Linked DNA regions of Mus musculus: regions 2, 3, 4 and 5 are each linked to region 1. Evidence: chromatin contacts called from public promoter capture Hi-C data. All regions are on one chromosome and are shown on one strand. Each heading gives the region's core, a stretch centred on a gene start, on an enhancer-like site or on the middle of the called end of the contact. The rest is flanking DNA. Distances are from core to core; before and after follow the strand shown. Region 1 holds the start of D630045J12Rik (RIKEN cDNA D630045J12 gene). Region 2 holds the start of Mrps33 (mitochondrial ribosomal protein S33). Region 3 holds the start of Ndufb2 (NADH:ubiquinone oxidoreductase subunit B2). Region 4 holds the start of Adck2 (aarF domain containing kinase 2). Region 5 holds the start of Mkrn1 (makorin, ring finger protein, 1).

Region 1 (2,536 bases), core at 16-2,515:
ATACCTAGGGCTATTGTGGTCAGGGTGCAAACATGCTCAGACAAGCAAACTCTCTACTTGGGTATGCTGGAGACAACTCCAAGAATGTATATGTCTGGGGGAGCAGGAGAGCAATGTATGGGGGTTGCTTATGACAAGTGACACAATGGAACGCAAAAATTAGGGTCATCAACAAAAGCTTATAACCTAGATTCTCATCTTCCCTGAAATTTAACAGGTGCCTATTTTTTTTTTTTTTTCAGAACAGGAACTTCTGATTCTTTGCCTAGATAGATGAGTTTGCCCAGCAAAACTGGGTAGCATCTTTCTGGGTCTTTTGCCTACCTCACTGAAGAGCAACCTTGATCCTTGGCCAGTCTGGATGGCTGACATTTCCCACTGTCTGTCATAGTTTCTCACTCAACAAGATACTTCTCTTATGCACGGCTTGCAGACCACGGCTGGTGCAACCTCTGAAATACAACTGTCCAAAATTGTAGTGTGTTCTAGGACCTTCCAACCTTATTCGGCCTTCAGAGTTAATGCACTTGGCTCTTAGCACAGAGACACATGCTAACTCCCATCCACACCCCCATTTCCCCAGGAAACTAACCCCCAACAAGGTCTTTTTCATCATATATTGGTGCTACTTTCTTTTTTAAAAAATAAGGCCTGGATCTGTGTGTTTGTGTCTGTCCACTTTGATTCAGCTTCAGTAGCCCCTTTCTGAAGACTCACTAAGCTCAGGGCAGTAGGCCTAGGTCTTACCAAAGGCCCACCTTTGCCAACAAGGTGGCACAGCTCTGGAAAGGCAAAGGATGGGCTGAGCCCTGTGTGCCTCCTCCCCATTCTTTTCCAGCGCGCGGGCTCTGGGAAAGAGAGCCGACTTCTCTCGGCTTTGTCCGCTCAGCAGCCCGGGGTCTGCCAGGGACCACGGCCGCCCCGCACACACACCTGCTGCCCGCCCCGCGTGGGCGGCTCGGGAGGAGCGTGCTCCGGAATCACCCGGTTTGCGACCGTTCCTCTAGGGCCCCGGGGGTGCGGGTGCGGGGCGGCGCCGTCCCGGGCGCCCTCCTGAGAGGCGGGTCCTGTGGGAGGGCGGGGACCGGGTCCCGCCTCGCCCTCCGCCGGGCCGCCCGCAGGCAGGCGCCGGGCCGGCCGGGAGGTGGTGCTCGCCTCCCCGCGCGGGGCCGTGCGTTGCCCGGCAGCGGCTGCGAGGCTCGGGAGGGGGCGGAGCGGCGCGGCCGGCGTGCAGCGGCCCCAGTCCGCGGATCCGGCCCGGCCCGCCCCCGCCTCGCCGGCCTCGCTGCGCGCCGGTGCTAGGCGCCCAGTCTCCGCCGCAGCGGACGCCGGCGTCCCGGGCCTGAGCGCGCCCACGCCCGGAGGCCGGGGTGTCGGGGAGCCGACGCGTGGCCATGGAGCGGGAGCCCCGCGCCAGGGTTGCACTGGTGCCGGAGCGGTGCGGCCGCGGGCCTTCCTCCCGCCACCGCCGCCCGGGGCTGCTGCTCCCCGGCCTCTGGCTGCTGCTGCTCGCCGGGCCGGCCTCGTGCGCCCCAGGTAAGCCTCGCGGAGCCCCCCGGGACGCGGCCGCCACCCTGGCCGCCTTCTCTGCCGCGCTCGTCACCCCCTGGCTTCCCCACCCGCCCATCCTCTTTTATTCTTCACCGCTCCCTCGCCCTCCTTGCTGGAGATGCTTTCCTATTCTTCCTGGGCCCTGCAAATAAAGGCATGGAGGAGAGGAATAAATCCAAAGGAAAAAAGAGCGAGCGGTTTCTGACCGGTCTTGCTAAAAGGTCTGCAACCTAGTCTTCCGTGAACCATGTTGCCCGAGGCGGGTTTGGTGGTTTCTGCTCCGAAGATGCCTATTTTCTTTTTCCCCTTTGCAAAATGCAGGCACTGGAATTGTGTTTGTGCACGGTTGTGTGAATGTGGCGTAGCGAATGTTTTGGGATACTTTTATTGTTGGGGCAAAGGGATGCATCTGGTGTGTGCAGAAGAGCAGTTGTGCATTGCCGTGAACACCCAGTGTTACCCCAGATGCAAGCAAGCTGGCTGTGTCCCCCAGTGCGCCAGGACACAAAGAACATTCAAAGAAAAAAATCTCTTGGAAAGCGCCCTGGCCATGGATCTTTCCAGGGAACTAGCTATTGGTATTACCTCCACAAAGGCATTACAATGGAGTGTGAAAATATTTTGAGTCTGAAGTGTCAGGGCATGAAAGGAGTCATGGTTGGTTTTTATAATAGATGCAATTTAGTGACTGTTCATCAGCATGGGATTAAGAGACATGATTTATGAGGCGTGTGGGTGGGTTTTGTTTGTTGAGGAAATGGTTTAATTCATGTTGCTTCCCCGAAATGTTTATTTATCCATCCTGAGCACGCACTGCACTGGACTGGAGACCATCTCTGAGGTGACACAGTGCATCCTGTGATTGCCCCAGCCCACACGTGCTTGGTTGCTTTGTGGGTAGGAAAGGAAAGGAGAAAGGAGCAGTTTAGGTGGAGAGCTTCTTCTCACTGCTCAGGAGAGACAGAAAAGCCATGAAAGCAGCCCA
Region 2 (2,536 bases), core at 26-2,525, 1.6 Mb before region 1:
GCAAGAGCACAGTAGATTCCCCGTCGTATTTTTTTTTTAATTCTTACATTTATAAAGTGGGTGTCATAGTGATAGAGTAGGGCGAGCCTTTTTCTTTCCTAAGTCACGGTGGGTCAGATCACTTTTGAAGGATATTTCTTCTCAGGATCCTCTAGAAAAGCTTATCCTGGCCAAGCCCACAATGAAAATAATATCGTAATGAAGTCATGGTCTCTGCAGGATGCTGACCCTTCACTGGTGCACACGTAGGCAAATACCCCGGTACCTTAGTTGTTGATGCGGTATGAGCAACCTATCTTCATTCCCAAGGACAGTCAACGGTAAAGGGCACTCTGACCCGCAGCTGACACAGCTGCGCAGATAAAGCTGCAGTTTTCTTGGCCCACATATCTGATTTCTTTTGAGATTGCTCAAGATCTCATGATTGATCTCATACTGTCCGTTACGATATTTTCTTGCTCCACAATTAAGACATCTTGCTTTTAAAAAACAATTGAGAGTTTATCATAAAAGTTTGAGTCTGGGATTGACGGCCCAGGTGTGTACCTTTAATCCCAGCACTCAGGAGGCAGAGGCAGATGGGTCTCTGAGTTTGAGGCCAGCCTGGTCTACACGGTGAGTTCCAAGACAGCCAATGCTACATAGAGAAACCCTGTCTCAACAAACAAAACAAAACAAAAAAAGAAAAGAAAAGAAAAAGGCTGGGGACAGAGTTTTACACTAGCTTATCCAAATGTACAAAGAGAAGCAGAACTTAGGCTATCTTCCAAAACACAATTTCTCTGTGTTACTGCTCCTGTCTATCTCCTATCCAAGAGTTCTATCCCTGTACCCCGAAAAGAGAACCACAGCTCAACTCCTTGATTGATAGGAACCCAACACGGTCAGAAAGACTCTGAGCTAGCATCAAGTATCTTTGGAACGCAAAGAGCATAAGCTCTAATGAAAAGAAAAATGAAACGTGAAGACAAAGGAAAAATACTGCATTTCATTCTATTATCACAGAGCAAGGAGCTTCAGCGAGGAGGGACTCAGCTCTGGCTATTCTCGACAAAATGATGCGTGTGGTCCCTCTAGAACCTTCCTGGATAGCCAAGGCTCCCCCACTCTCAGAACCACACCCACACAACCCGGCTTTCCTCGCGGGCGGAGGCCCTGGGCTCAGAGCGAGCGCGGCCGCTAGGTGTCGCCCGAGGTCCCGCCCCCAGGGAGTGAGAGTAGTTCCGGGTTGTCCGCCGACTCCGCTCTAGCCATCAAGCTTCCGCCTCTCTCCTGCTCTCTGGAGCTGGGAAGCAAGTAAAGGGGGGCGGGCCTTCCGGGGACGCGCGTGCGCGAGGTCAGGAGCAGGTAAGGCAAGCGGAGCGCTGGGGTCACAGCAGAGGGCGGCGGCGGTGCGGGCGGACCCGGGTCCCTAACCTGGTGGAATTGCCAGATCCAGTCGAGTCAGTTAGGGGCCTTCCTGGAGCTTCCACGTGTACCCCACAAACACCCGAGGCTTTCCCCTTATCCTGTGGGGAACTGAACAAACCAAAAACGCACTTCCTTTCTCCTAGTGAGCCCGCCCTCGCACTCAGTTTTGTGTGGGATGCGCCGGCGATATTTGTTGATTGTTATTTAAAATGCAGTTTAGATGATGCTTGGGAAAATGAATGACTCTACTACAGCTTCCAGCGCCGGAGGAGTGCGCGAATCAGACAGCGGAGAGTATGAGTTGTGCATGCTGAACAAAAAAAAAAAAATAAAGTTATCTGTTCGGAGGGGTTCATGCCCTGTGACCCAGTAAAATAATTGGTACCAGTTTTTAAATGCTCTGAGCACGTTGCTTCTCAGTAACAACTCGTATGCATTCCTTGGGTCGTGATTAGGCAGGCACTATGCCTTCAGCTTTCCTTGTCAGTCGAAACTCAAATAATAAGGTAAATTGTACTCCTGATGTTGATAATTGACCTACACTTATACCCACACAAGTGTACCTGCAAGCATTTTAAATAAATAGATCCATGAGAAAGATAAACTTATCTTTTTATGCCAAAAGGGGAAAAAAGAGTTCTGAATTTTCAGATGTGGGCTTTATGTGTTTTGCTTGACATATTTAAGTAATTTGGTTTTGCTTCTCATTTTCAACGGTTATTTTCACCTGTATTTTTCTTTCATTCACATTTAAAGAAACATGATATTTCAAAGGAACTAATTTGTGAGGCTGAAGAGATGGCTCAGTAGTTAATAGAGCATATTGCTCTTGCAGGATCCAGGTTGAGTTTCTAGTCAGATAACTCACAACCACGTATAACACCATTATAGGGCAGAGGTTCTCAACCTGTGAGTCACATATCAGATATCCTGCATATCAGATATTTACATTACAATTCATAAATTCATAACAATAGCAGAACTGCAGTTATGAAGTAGAAATGAAATAATTTTATGGTAGAGGGGTCAGCACGACATAAGGAACTGTATTAAAGGAACGCCGCATTAGGAAGATTGAGAACTACTGGTCTAGGGGAACCCTCTCCATCTTGCCTCCCTGGGAACA
Region 3 (2,536 bases), core at 21-2,520, 1.3 Mb before region 1:
GCACAAATGCCTGGGAAGCCAGTACTGAAGCTGGCATTCACAGGGATCCCACTCTGACGACTCAGAGACCCAAGACAAGTGGTCTATCATTAGACTCCTGAATCAAGCTGTAGCCCCATAATGAAAGGGCGAAAAGTAATAATAAATCAACGAGAAGGAAACTGAAACTTAGTTACCAGAAGCCAAACTTCAGGTAAGTTTCCACCTGAACTATTGCTGGGTTGGACCTTTTGTGGCCCAAAAACCCAAACCAAGGGCTGGGAACTTAGATGAATAGTGGAACCCTTCTTCCCCCGTTGGAGGTAAGGGAAATCCAAGCTAAGTAGTGAAACTGGACGGGAAGCATCCCCAAAACGGTATGAAGATCTTAAAAGAAATCTCGGTGGACAAAACCTGCCAGGTTATATGCGAGCGAGAGAGAGACAGAGACAGAGAGACAGAGACAGACAGAGACTGAGAGACAGATCAATACAACAAAATAAAGCTATAAGTATTACAAATCTCGGGTGGAGAGAAGGCAAAATGAGTAAGACACAGCATCCAATCTAGGATTTAAAGTGCCAAATCTAAACACTGACTTGGGGGCGCACGCCTTTAATCCCAGCACTCCGAAAGCAGAGACAGGAGGATCACTAATGAGTTCCAGGTCAGTCGAGGCTACACAGTGAGGCTCAAAAAAAGTGCCAAATTTTAATCGTAAAAATGTACCTAATGGTGAAAAGAACAGACTATACTACCTTACTGACTCAAGGTCTCCGTGTCTGCCCTGCCTGGACCCGTCTTGTCTCTGAGCCCATCTCCACCCGTCTCCATGCGCTCGGGACCTCCACTAGCCAGCTGCTTGGAAGGCTCAGTCCGGGAGACTGTGCGGGACTGGATTCTTATCACTCGGGTCTTAGTTAACGCCTCTCTCCCGCAACCCTGCGCCATCCCTTCACCTCTAGCCCACCAAGCCGACTAAAAGGCCAGTCTCGGTCCAGGCAAAACTACAAGACCCAGCATGCCTCGGGCGGCAGCGGAGTTTCACGCACCCTCCCGGGCGACTGCTTCAAGGTGACAGCGTCCGGATGGCAGCGCTGCCTGTTCAAGCCGGCCGAACCCTCGCCCCCGCCCGACACTCACTGACGGACTCCACTGTCTCCAGCCGCCCGCGCGCGGCAGCCCCGGAGCAGGCGGCCTCCGACGCGGCCGAAAGGTACCAGACGGGTGAGCGCAGACATACTAGCAAGACTGCAGTTCCCACCCCTGATGCGTCACTTCCCCGAGTCCCGGCCCGTGACGTCACTGCGTCGCACTGCGTCTCTACCCGGGCTGATGGTAGGCCACAGGGGACAAGTTCAAGCCATTGGCGGACCTTAGAGGCTCCAGGTTAACGGGCAGATAGGTCGTCCTTCAGGAGGAGCCCTGGCTGCCTCGTGGCACAGCCTGGCAAGGTGCTCTTGGCTGACCTTACTGCTGCTCCCTGCTTTGGCTCATATAGACGGTGCTTTCATGCATGTTCTTGCCACTGTGGGCCCTTGTTAAAGGCCTAAGCCCTTTCTGAACCACGCAATGTTTATTTTATAACATCGCAATGTTTATTTTATAGCATCGTTGTTTCAGCATTGTTCTGAATGACTAATCAGCCAGGGTGTTAAATTTCAGAACCTGGACTGGTGGCACGGGAATCACCTGAGGAACCCAACCCGGCACACTCGGAATAAGTCGGCCAGGAACATGGGGGAAAGTTCCTAACGCCTCGAGCCTTAGCCAATTCGAGGTTTTTTGGCATTTCCTCTTGTTATTAATGTAATAAGCAAGCAGAAAAATAAGGACATGAGGGCAGTCCAGTTAAGATGCAACACCAAGATGGCAACAAATCGAGACCTGACTTCAGCCGTAGAAATGTACTCGCAGTGGGAGCTGTAACACAAATAGATGCACGTAGACGCGCAGATGCGCTCAGTCTCCGGCCATTAGTGGGGAGGGAATATGAATTTTCAAGCTCATCCTCATAAAACAAGACATACATATCTGTTCCGAGTTACTAGGTCTATAGGATAGCCTACTGTCATCTTTCCAGAAAAACTAATTTTTTCACTCACTTCAGATTTCCTTCAAGAAACAAAGGCTCCACTGGCTATTAAAATAGTCCGCCTTCCTCGGCCTGCTTTTTTCTCTCAGTATTGCCTCTGTTGAAATCTGGATAGACTCCAAACCTAAGACTACTCCTAACCCCAAGAGGTTGTGAGAAACGGACTTTTTTCTATAAACAGTAGCTAGCACACCAACAGTCAATACTCTAATAATCTCCACCTTGTAAAATTATTCAAGTATTTTAATCATCTGGAAAACCTGTTTACACAAAGGCCTTCCATTCTGACGACAAGAGCTATGGACCCCTTCCTTCCCTCCTTCCTTTGCATCTATTAGGAACTATCCAACCATGGCAGAGTCTGAGGTCGCACTCTACCAATAGGATGAGACACAGTCATCACCTGTATTAGAATAACAACTGAACTTCCCGCCCTAGTGTGCTTGCAAGGCCACTGTAAGT
Region 4 (2,536 bases), core at 15-2,514, 1.3 Mb before region 1:
TCTGACCCACCAAGGTCAGCTTTAGGAAGAAGCAGTTTTTCTAGAAATGCTTCGTCGGCAAGGTTTTCTGAAGGCTTCCGGTCTTTCATAAAGGGCTCTCTCTGCATCACCACGGCCCTGGTTCCTGGGGCAGAGAGCTCCCCAAGTCTCCAGATCCTGTCTTCCTCCAACAAGGAAATACTAGCGAACGCTTTGTACACTTGGGCCACACAACCTGAACCTACAGGTTCCCGGGTCTCGAAAAAGAGGAGGCTGCCCCAATCCTCCCCAAATGCCTGCTGGAGTAAGTATTCCGTCCTTGCCCAAGGGTGGGGGGTCACCTGGACATGCAGCTTGGAGAACTGGGTACAGAAAGCCTCTGAAAAGAGGTCGCGCCGGGTGCTGGCCCATTGGCCCAATTTGATATATGTTGGGCCTGAGGTCTCTGTAGCTTTGAAAAGCAGATGGAGCCAGAGGGTGGAGAGGCCAGGGGCCAAGTAGGTGAGAGGGTACAAGAAGAGGAGGGGGAAGAATTTCGCCAAGAGCACACCAGCGCGGAGCCCTAGGCGGAGACACAGTAAGACGCGGGCCAGAGGCCCTTCTTGGGCCACCTTCTCCACTAGTCCATTTTCCGCCAGGTCACTCCAGTGAGTCTTTCTCTGGCACAAGCTGCCAGGCGCCCCCTCTCCAACACTGCCATGGGCTGAGATTAATTTGGGCAAAGTACCTAGCAGAAACCAACATAGTCTGGCATTGCGAGAGCATCCCAGGGGTCTGGAATGCCCAAGTTCCTTTCTGAACTCAAAGCATCTTAAGTGTGACAAGCAGACCCTGACAGACAAACGCCAGGGGGTCACCATCCTCTCTAGACCCCTTGGCCTAGACTGCTTGTTCTCTACCTAAAGGGAAGCCATTGTGGAGACGCTCCGTGCCGAAGCGGGGATGAGTCGGACCGCGCCCCCTAGCGCAGCCCAGGAGGGGAGGGATAACGGGGACCTGAGCCGGGGACCACGGGTGACAAGCTGTCCAGCGCCAGAGCTCAGAGTGCAGGGAGTCGCCGAGCGCCAGGGACGGAGATGCGGACCCGCGGCCTAGAGAGAACGACGAAGCCTCAGAGGGCCGCGGGAAGACCTGAGAGGCGCGCTCCGGCGGGCTCACGGGCCAGGCTCCCGGGGGGCGGCGGAGATGCCGAGCCGATGGCTCGGGACCTGCACAGAGCGGGCAGTGACAACCAGGCAGAGAGAGAGAGCACTAAGCGTCCGGGCCAGCGCTGCTCCCAGCTTCCGGTACCTGGTTCCGCCCTCTCTGCCCACGACATGCTCCTTAAAGGGGCCACGGCGCGAACTAGGGCAAAAGCGCCTGGGCACATCGAGTTCCTGTGATGATTTAGAGAAAAAACGCAGACGCGAGCTCTGTAGCCCTCTTTTCCGCGTCTGCCTTTCCTCTTCACAGCCTCGTAGCTTAAATCCTAGAAATATTAAACTACACTGAATATTACAAGTGGGTCCAAAGGAAGGACAGATTTTTCAGCTGCTGAGTTCTTGAGTCTCAGGCTACGCTGACTTAGCGGCGGTGTTTAGACCTTAGGGAATGGCTTATACACTTAACTAAGACTTATTGAGCCAAATCAGGTCTTTCTTGAATTTAATTTAATATTTGTTGAGTCACAAGAATATATACTAAACTAGATAGGTAACGATATTATTTTATGTCAAGCCCAACGAAATAAATGAGTTCGATCCGTGGAACCTACATGAAGGAAGGATGTCACCAATTCCTTTTAAGTCGTGTCCCCCACATACAAAATAAATGTCATAGAAATAAAAATGTAGCAAGGGCCACAGAAGCAGTGAGGAGCTGGTTGAATCATAGGCTGGGCTACTTTGGAGAAGAAAAAAAGGGTGTTGGGAGAGGAGCCAAATAAAAGTTCCAAAGTAGGAAAGACTTTTGATGTTCTGAGGGGTGTGTGTGTGTGTGTGTGTGTGTGTGTGTGTGTGTAGGTGATAGAGCATGGGAACTGAGCCTACATAGCCAGGGAAAGGGCTTGCAATTTCTTCTCAGCGCTCTGGAACTTAAAAAGCTGCCTGCCCTGGGGCACCACAGTCCCTACTACCTATCAACAGCTTTTGTCCCTGTGTGGAAAGAAATTTGCACAAAAGTCTGACCAAGGGTAGATTTAAAGACATCCCAGGTGAAAAGGATTATAGAAAAAGAGAAACAAGGACAAGGCCAGGGTTCCTATCACTGGACATGTCATTCAACCTCAAGACACACACCCCCTGGCCATCCAGAAGGCTCAGAAGATATAGTAATTTCTCCAAAGGTAAGATCAGGGCCACTAACAGTCAGGAATAGTGGAGTGGCCAATGGCTCTTCCTGTATGGTCAATAACAGTCCAGTTCCTAACTCTAAAAGATGGGGTACACCCTTTGGGTTTCCCAAGGCAGACATGATGCCTTACACTGCTTTGAAATGTGGTCAGGTGTCAGGCACGGTGCCCTCACTTTCAATTCCAGTAGGAAAGAAGGAAGGAAGGAAAGAAGGAAGGAAGGAAGGA
Region 5 (2,536 bases), core at 10-2,509, 1.2 Mb before region 1:
GTTTACTTTATTGAGGAGGGAGAGAGAACTTTGGATCTAAAATGTTCCTCAGAAGTTCATGTGATGTGTCTTGGACTCCAGTGATTTATGCTTAGACACAGTTTTGGAGAAATGATTGGCACTGCCCTCATCAGTGGATTCATATAACCTGATGGTGGAAACTCTAGGGGAATGGGCATAGTTAGCTGGGAGCCAGTACTTGGGAGCATGTCCTTGAAGGCTGTCTGCTTACTGACAGATTCTTGCAGTGTAGCCCAGGCTGGCCTCAAGCCTGTGACCCTTTTTGATAGGTTATTTCTCTGATGTTGGTGAAATGAGCCAATTCACACTAGATTCGAGTCTATTAAAGGCAGGTTTATTGGGAAGCTCTCTCAGGCAGGCTAGTTCACTGGCCTCAGGAGTCGCCACGGGGGTAAGGATGGGATAAGGAAGGGAGAGAGAAAAAAAGAAAGGGCATGCAGGCAGAGAGGAGACAGAGAAAATGTCTAGAAATATAGGGAGGAGCCTCTGGGGTGAAGGGCAGCCTAGCTCCTGGGCTGGAAAGTTCAAGGTTGGGGGCAGGGAATGCCAGATAGGGACTAAAAGGACGCTAGGGAAGTCCGGAGGTCAAGTCTGCTTTGATATGTAAAATATGCACCTCAGTTCCTGGTCAGGTATAAAACCAAACACTTTTTTCCTTTAGCTTCCCAAGAGCTGGTATTACAAACAGGCTACCACACATAATTCATTTACAACATTACTGTTATTACTTTGACAGGATCTATTTAGCTTGGGCTGGTCTCGAACTTGCAGCCATTGTGATACTCAAGTCTTCACATTGGTGGGATTCCAAGATGTCTGCCGCCAGGCCCACCTGGGCACTTCCATCAGCAGGGATTCTGACAGTTCCTGTGAGAGAAAGAAACAGATCCCAACACAATAGGTTGGGATCTCACTCTAGATAAAGAGCAGACACAGCCCCAGGCCTTCCCCCACCTTGTACGTGCGCCACCAGCCATAGGCAGAAGTTGGTCCTTGCATGTGGTCCTTTGATGGCTAGGATGGCTAGGACCAGGACCATCCTAGCACACCTGGCTAAGCGTGTGATCACGCCCCTTTAGGGCGGAGCCTAAGCCATCACCAATCAGCGTCGCCGGAGGAGGGCCGCGGGTGCCCTGCGGAGCCCGCAGTTCCTGAGACCTGAGCGCTCGGAGACGCGGTGACACGGCGCGGGACTGGCGCAGAGCTCTCGGGCTCCTCAGCCTCCCTCCCCTCCCCTCCCTTCGCTGTCTTCTCCTTCTCAGCCGGACCGGAACTATGTGATCCCGGAAGTTCCGGGGCCATTGCTGTGTGGGATAAACAGTAATGGCGGAGGCTGCGGCTCCCGGAACAACAGCCACAACATCAGGAGCAGGAGCGGCAGCGGCGGCGGTGGCAGCGGCCTCCCTCACCTCTATCCCCACAGTCGCTGCCCCGTCCCCGGGGGCGGGAGGAGGGGGCGGCGGCAGCGACGGCAGCGGCGGCGGCTGGACGAAACAGGTCACCTGCAGGTAGGACGTTGCGTGGCGCGGCGGAGGGCGGGGGCTGCGGGGCCGAGCAAGAGGCGGAGGCGGGCGTCGCGGGGTCCCCGCTGCGGCTGTCCGTACAGCATCGCTGCGTCAGCCTCCGCAGAGGTTGGCCGCGGCATCGCTGCGGGTTTCAGACTGCGGGCTCGGACTGCAGGGCGGTCCCGTCACCTCGCCTCGCTCAGCGGCGCCCCGGTGCGTGCGGAGAGGACCGGTGTCCCCGCCCTGGCCTCCATCGCTACAGGTTCGGGGATGCGGCGCGAGCTCGCCGATGCGAATCGGGCTCTAACGACCCTCGGTGCGCCCTGAGACCCTCCAAGGGTCCCGGCGAGCTCGGCCGGCCCCGGGGCTCCGAGCCGGGCTATCCGTTTGTAACGTCTTTTCTGCTCTCTGCGCCGCTCACCCCCGCCCCGCCGGGAGCAGCCGCTTTTGTATGCCTTTGTATGTAAGTCGGTGGTCGGCGGTTCCGAGCTTTGTCTCCGAACCGAGCGTTCGGAGCCGGCGTTAGGCTCTTCCACCCTTGGTTTTATGAACTGCCATTATTATTACTGTCCCTTTGAGAGGCGTTCTTCTTTGCGAGAAAGGAGATCCGACCAGAGAGGTTTGGTTCTTGTTTGGTAAGCGAGACGAAATTATTGGGAAAATGTATGATCAGGTGACAGTTATACAGTACGTATGTTAAAAAATAATTCCCCAGCTATAAACGTTGGAGGAAGGATTGTTTGTATTAACGATGGGAGGGGGCTTATTGAGACAGTCCTACTGTGTGGCCCCGGTTGACCTATATAGTCTGACTGCCCTAGAATTTTCGGCAATCCTCTTGTTTTTGCCTCTCTAGTGCGGGAGTGCAGGGGTGAGATGATACCACGCCCGAGTATATAGATTTTAACTACCAGGAAGGACTATATACGCTTTTCTATCGGCTAAGAAAATTAAAAGGAAATGCCACTTTAAACCCGGCAAGGACAGTTTATTAACCGCAAATGCTAAAG

What was found. Promoter capture Hi-C pulls out the DNA fragments that hold promoters and counts their contacts. Capture Hi-C pulls out chosen DNA fragments and counts their contacts.
Region 2: a contact with region 1 is called in a promoter capture Hi-C map of pre-B cells, with 2.8 times the contacts expected there. The contact joins the promoter of Mrps33 here to the promoter of D630045J12Rik in region 1. A contact is called at or near these places in 1 of 39 promoter capture datasets (pre-B cells) and 2 of 9 other capture datasets (adipose tissue and liver).
Region 3: a contact with region 1 is called in a promoter capture Hi-C map of adipose tissue, with 5 times the contacts expected there. The contact joins the promoter of Ndufb2 here to the promoter of D630045J12Rik in region 1. A contact is called at or near these places in 2 of 9 other capture datasets (adipose tissue and liver).
Region 4: a promoter capture Hi-C map of liver shows a contact between it and region 1, with 2.1 times the contacts expected there. The contact joins the promoter of Adck2 here to the promoter of D630045J12Rik in region 1. A contact is called at or near these places in 2 of 39 promoter capture datasets (liver and pre-B cells).
Region 5: a promoter capture Hi-C map of liver shows a contact between it and region 1, with 2.6 times the contacts expected there. The contact joins the promoter of Mkrn1 here to the promoter of D630045J12Rik in region 1. A contact is called at or near these places in 2 of 39 promoter capture datasets (both in liver).

What each region holds. Positions count from the first base shown.
Region 1 is chr6:38,252,868-38,255,403 of GRCm38.p6, reverse strand. It overlaps D630045J12Rik (RIKEN cDNA D630045J12 gene), which reads left to right and starts at 1,265. Exons shown (of 20, transcript NM_194061.3): 1 at 1,265-1,536. The coding sequence starts at 1,395.
Region 2 is chr6:39,809,675-39,812,210 of GRCm38.p6, reverse strand. It overlaps Mrps33 (mitochondrial ribosomal protein S33), which reads left to right and starts at 1,275. Exons shown (of 3, transcript NM_010270.2): 1 at 1,275-1,347.
Region 3 is chr6:39,591,299-39,593,834 of GRCm38.p6, reverse strand. It overlaps Ndufb2 (NADH:ubiquinone oxidoreductase subunit B2), which reads right to left and starts at 1,270. Exons shown (of 4, transcript NM_001358797.1): 1 at 1,123-1,270. The coding sequence starts at 1,220.
Region 4 is chr6:39,572,604-39,575,139 of GRCm38.p6, reverse strand. It overlaps Adck2 (aarF domain containing kinase 2), which reads right to left and starts at 1,264. Exons shown (of 8, transcript NM_178873.3): 1 at 1-1,264. The coding sequence starts at 839.
Region 5 is chr6:39,419,092-39,421,627 of GRCm38.p6, reverse strand. Mkrn1 (makorin, ring finger protein, 1) reads left to right here and starts at 1,259. Exons shown (of 8, transcript NM_018810.2): 1 at 1,259-1,529. The coding sequence starts at 1,345. It overlaps Gm10244 (predicted gene 10244), which reads right to left and starts at 1,250. Exons shown (of 2, transcript NR_152168.1): 1 at 976-1,250; 2 at 334-888.